2 separate regions of the Sus scrofa genome follow, and region 2 is linked to region 1. A link is a contact called in public promoter capture Hi-C data. All regions are on one chromosome and are shown on one strand. The core of a region is the stretch at or near the end of the contact, and the rest is flanking DNA. Distances in the headings are between cores, read along the strand shown.

The links. Promoter capture Hi-C pulls out the DNA fragments that hold promoters and counts their contacts.
Region 2: a contact with region 1 is called in a promoter capture Hi-C map of fetal liver, with 4 times the contacts expected there. The contact joins two enhancer-like sites. A contact is called at or near these places in 1 of 5 promoter capture datasets (fetal liver), 1 of 47 Hi-C or Micro-C datasets (embryonic fibroblasts) and 1 of 2 datasets of contacts at active chromatin or transcription factors (skeletal muscle).

The regions. Positions count from the first base shown.
Region 1 is chr12:21,093,635-21,096,396 of Sscrofa11.1, reverse strand. No RefSeq gene overlaps it. Among named protein-coding and RNA genes, the nearest start is that of KRT19, 20 kb to the left of the region's middle. Within about 2 kb of position 1,351, at least 7 of the 83 cell types and tissues checked have an H3K27ac peak or open chromatin away from gene starts, as enhancers often do. A contact at or near this core is called in fetal liver, where this site is marked.
Region 2 is chr12:21,642,811-21,645,572 of Sscrofa11.1, reverse strand. KRT10 (keratin, type I cytoskeletal 10) reads right to left here. Exons shown (of 8, transcript XM_005668847.3): 2 at 2,700-2,762; 3 at 2,175-2,331; 4 at 1,924-2,085; 5 at 1,706-1,831; 6 at 1,162-1,379; 7 at 494-799; 8 at 1-303. The coding sequence ends at 297. Among named protein-coding and RNA genes, the nearest start is that of KRT10, 2.9 kb to the right of the region's middle. Within about 2 kb of position 1,317, at least 49 of the 83 cell types and tissues checked have an H3K27ac peak or open chromatin away from gene starts, as enhancers often do. A contact at or near this core is called in fetal liver, where this site is marked.

The sequences.
Region 1 (2,762 bases), core at 102-2,601:
GATGCGGGTTCGATCCCTGGCCACACCCAGTGGGTTAAGGATTCGGCATTGCCACAAGCTAAGGAGCAGGTTGCAGATGTGGCTCAGATCTGATGCTGCTGTGACTGCAGTGGAGACCCCAGCTACAGCTCCGATTCGACCCCTGGGCTGGAAACTTCCATAAGTCACAAGTGTGGCCGTAAAAAGAAAAGAAAAAAAAAAGTTTTAAATATAATTCTTTGAGCTGTCAACTTCTCCTACAGGTCTTTATCTTTCGGGTGTATTTTTTGCACACATACAAATGACATGATGTACTAGGATGTTCGCTGCAGTGTTACTTTTAATACCTACATAGCGCTTATACGAGAACTCCATACCATAGAACACCATGCAAGCATCAAAAAGAATGAGGCAGCTCTATATAGGACTGAAAGGAAAGACTTCCCAATTTCTTTTTCTGTCTTTTTAGGGCCACACCAGCAGCGTAGGGACATTCCAAGGCTAGGGGTCAAATCGGAGCTGCAGCTGCCAGCCTACGCCACAGCCACAGCAACATGGGATCCTTAACCCACTGAGGAGGGCCAGGGATTGAACCCACATCCGCACAGATACTAACTGGGTTCGTTACCGCTGAAGCCCCGACAGGAATTCCTTTCCAAATAGTTCATTAAATGAAAAAGTAAGATTGCAGTGCAACGTGTATCATTTGCTAGCCTTTGTATGTGTGCTCCAGGGAAGAACTTGGACAATAAATATTTGTATATGCACAGGATAGCTCTAGAAAAATACACAAGAAGGTGACGGCCAGGATACTTCCCAGGAGGGGAGCTGGGAGATCGGATTCAACAGATGCAGTAAGACTATCATTTTGTCATATATCCTTCATACTTTTAAATGTTTATACAGTTATCATGCACGTAGTACCTCTTCCAAAAACTACATAGAAAATACATTTGTGAAAAATAAATAAATAAACTCGGGCTTTCGGATCTGCCAAGAAATGTGGATGCCCTGGGACCCCAAGCCTGAGCCCAGCAGGGCCTTAAAACTGTAGCCCCTCTGGATCCGGGGTGGGGGGGTGGGGGTGGCGGGCTGCAGGTGGCCTCCCTGAGCTGTGTTCAGAGAGCCGCACCCAGGAAGCATCATTCATTCCTTCTTCCCTTGTCTGCCCTGCATGGTCCCAGTGCAAGATGCAGAACACAGAGCTGAAAGAGACCCGGGGCCCAGTCCCTGGCCAGATCTCTGTAGGGTTGGCGAGTTGCGGGTGGGAGAGGGGAAGCTCTGTACAAATAACTGCGGGACAGAGGCTGAGCAGTGTAGTGTGGCAGTTAAGATTAATGAGTGACTGTGTGGCGGGACAGTGACGAGCCTGGCCTTTGAAACGAGCCACACCTCGGTTTAAGAATTACTCCTTAGCCTTGGCCCAGGCGTTTAACCTCTCCGAGCTTCAATTTCCTCCCCTATAAAATACACCCTGATTCATGGATCCACTATTTTCCAGCCATGTCATCCAAAGCCAGTTACTCTCTCAGAACCTCCGTTTCCTCATCTCTGAAATGGGGCTAAGAACACCGACCTCAGAAAAATAAAAGTCATATGTAAAGAACAGTGCCTGGGAGTTTCTGTTGCGGCTCAGCAGGTTAAGAACCCCACATAGTGTCTGTTGAGAATGCAGGTTCGATCCCTGGCCTCGATGAATGGGTTAAGCATCTGACGTTGCTGCAAGCTGAGGCACAGTTCCCAGATGCATGCAGCTCGGACTCCGTATTGCGGAGGCTGTGGCTCCAGTTTGACCCCTAGCCTGGTCCACATGCTCAGGTGTGGCCCTAAAAAAAAAGGGGAAAAAAAAAGAACAGTGCCTGGGGAGTTCCCAGCCCCCCCCACCCCCCAGGCATAGTGGGTTAAAAGATCCAGCGTTGCAGCAGCTGCAGGGTAAGTTGTATTCCATCTCGGATTCCATCTCTGGCTTTCCATACGCTGTGGCTGCGGCCATAAAATTTTGAAAATTTGGGAGTTCCCGTCGTTGCTCAGCGGTTAACAAAACCGACTAGCACCCATGAAGATGGGGGTTCGATCCCTGGCCTCGCTCAGTGGGTTGGGATCCAGCGTTGCTGTGAGCTGTGGTGTAGGTTGCAGACATGGCTCAGATCCTGCGTTGCTGTGGCTGTGGCACAGGCCAGCGGCTACAGCTCCAATTATACCCTTAGCCTAGAAACCTCCATATGCCATAGGTGTGGCCCTAGAAAGACAAAGAGACAGAAAAAAAAAAAATTGAAAATTGTTTTAATAAAATTTATTTTACTTTATTTTATTTTATTTTTTTCTTTTTTTTTTGGTCTTTTTGCCATTTCTTGGGCCGCTCCTGCGGCATATGGAGGTTCCCAGGCTAGGGATCGAATCGGAGTTGTAGCCCCCGGCCTACGCCAGAGCCACAGCAACACAGGATCCGAGCCGCGTCTGCAACCTACACCACAGCTCACGGCAACGCCGGATCGTTAACCCACTGAGCAAGGGCAGGCACCGAACCCGCAACCTCACGGTTCCTAGTCGGATTCGTTAACCACTGTGCCACGACAGGAACTCCTGTTTTAATAAAATTTAAACAGGCAGACGAAGAGCCTTCAACAGTTGCTAGCTTCTAACACCAATAGGAAGGTTGGATGTGTTAAGTCCCAGGCCTGCGTGGGTGGCTGCTCAGGAGGCACAGATTTTTGTAAGTGAATGAGGGGCCTGGGAGCTGGGAGCAGCTGGGTGTGGCTGGGGGGTAAAGTCAGAGGAGAGAA
Region 2 (2,762 bases), core at 68-2,567, 550 kb before region 1:
TTTTTCCATTAAAGAACACTTTCTGGTAAAGTGAAAAGAAGAAATACAGAAACCACGAAACACCGTTTAGACACCTTATTTTCAAGGAGAGACCCTATTTCCATAGACCATTAAGACTGAAGTGTTTTCTTGATTTTTTTCATGCATCAGTGCATAATGGCCTGTGTGAGGGGAGACTCTTTCCTCTTGATGCGGTTTAGTAGTAGTGTTTCTTGGTTTCTGATTCAACCATAGACGAAAGGACTCTACCATCAGGCGCCACCTCCTCAATAATTGTCTTGATTACTCTGGTTTTGTTAGTATCTGTAAGTTAATTACAAAACAAAAAGTAGAATTTAGACCACAATTTGTGGGGTCCTTACTAATTAACAAACAAAATGTCTAAAAGAAAAATATACTCCATTGAAGAAAATTAAATTTTAACGTTGCTTTAAAAAAAACCATCACAGAAAGTTAAAACTAATTCTGATTACCCCAGCTAGTTTCTGCTGACCTTGGTCCCTTAGATGATTGCTCTCCAATGGACACTGAAGATGAGGACTTGAGGCCTCCGCTGGAGCCGCCGCCGCCGCCGGAACTGCCGCCGCCGTAGCTGCCGCCGCCACCGCCGGAACTTCCGCCGCCGTAGCTGCCGCCGCCGCCGCCGGAACTTCCGCCGCCGTAGCTGCCGCCGCCGCCGCCGGAACTTCCGCCGCCGTAGCTGCCGCCGCCGCCGCCGGAACTTCCGCCGCCGTAGCTGCCGCCGCCGCCGCCGGAACTTCCGCCGCCTCGCCCGCCGCTGTGGGTGAAGCCGCCGGAACTACGGAGAGTAAGGGTTACTTTCACTTAACTCTAACGTGGGAAAGGTGTGGGAAGTCGCGTTCCAGGTTATTGTTTCTTCAGAAAATAAGCAAGACGTCTTTTAGGGAAAACCGCCGCCGCTGATTATGTATTTAAAAACCCATCCTTTTAAAACAATTTTATATACACGCAACCCTGAGAATCATTCCTGGGCAAATTCGTGGGAAATTGAAGCTGGTGGTATGCTTCATTTTGTGTACTCTTCCCCTTCTCTCCACTTTCTCCCATCTTCTGACACATCCTTGGGTTTTGGAAAAGCCTTGCGATTTGGAATATTAAATAAAGGCAACTGGGATACATATAAAAGCATTTATAATTTACCTTCCCTCTCCTTCTAGCAGGCTGCGGTAGGTTTGAATTTCATTCTCCAGTCGGATCTTAATATCCAGGAGTTGTTGGTATTCGGCATTCTGGCACTCGGTTTCGGCTCGAATCTGCTGCAGTTGTTCTTCCAGCGCGGTGATCTGGGACTGAATCTGAGCGAGCTGCACACAGTAGCGACCTTCTGTCTCTGCCAAGGAGGCTTCCAGGGATTGTTTCTATAAAGAAGTGAGAATATATTGTAGTTTAAGGACGTCATTGTTCAGTTGAGTGTAGCGGAGTTTGTTTAATAATTTAATAAGCCATGTAGAGGAATAAAGAAAACGAGTAGTTTTGTGTTTTTAGGTTTAATGGCTACATTTCAATTTCAGCACTTTTAGATGAATGCCAGTAGTGCTTTTCTTTCATTAACAAAGAGCTCCACCTTTATTTCTCCTTTCTTATCACTGACCTTTCATTTTCTCCTGTGTTGCCTATTCTTAGGTGAGCAGGAAACCTTGCATGACAATATGAGGTCATTTCATGAGAGAATTATTAAACTTACCAGGGCTAGTTGGGACTGTAGCTCGATCTCCAGACCTTGGATAGTGCGTCTCAACTCAGTAATCTCAGATTTATAGCTGGACACCTGTTCAATGTTAGTGTTGATTTCTGTAGTCAGTTCCTTGCTCTAGAATATTAAAAACAGGAGAAACGATGAGAAAAATCGGAAATAATAACCAGAAACCTCCATTGGCTTTGCTGTGAAGGAAGGTGAATTACCTTTTCATTGAACCAGGCTTCAGCGTCTCTGCGGTTTTGTTCAGCAAGTTGTTCATACTGGCTTCTCATGTTATTCAGTAGTTCAGTGAGATCAACACCAGGGGCAGCATTCATTTCCACATTCACATCACCAGTGGACACATTTTGAAGGTCTCTCATTTCCTGTTTGAGGAACAGAAACATTTAGTGACTGCAGTGTGACTACAGTGAGCCCCCTTTTGGCTGCAGGAAGTGTAAGATTTTTGCATCACCTCCTCGTGGTTCTTCTTCAGGTAGGCCAGCTCCTCATTCAGGCTTTCAATCTGCATCTCCAGGTCGGTCTTGGTCAGGGTCAGCTCGTCCAGCACCCTGCGCAGGCCGTTGATGTCGGCCTCCACGCTCTGGCGCAGGGTTACCTCATTCTCATACCTGAAACAGGCATAATACAAACACTGAGTATAACTTAAATTAGGGACATGTGCCTGGATAGAGACTGTTTGAAAACTGAATAAAGAGTTGTCTTCATGTCATGGCAACATTTATCATATACTAATTCGTACAGGGGTAATTAGTAGTTTAAAGCAAAGAAGCTTGGCAGGTACTTTAAAATGTATTTTCTCCTTTTAATATTGCCAAAAAGGTAATATTGAGATTGAAATTTTCTCAACAACTCCAATACTGTTGAACTTTGAATGGATTCAGGAAAATGTAAATGCAATCATGGGCATCCAAAGTCATTCTTAAAAACAACTCATATATTTGCTGTGACAATAGTGTCCCATATCTGGTGGGCTTACTTCATCCTGAAGTCATCAGCTGCCAGTCTGGCATTGTCGACTTGAATCAGGATATTGGCATTA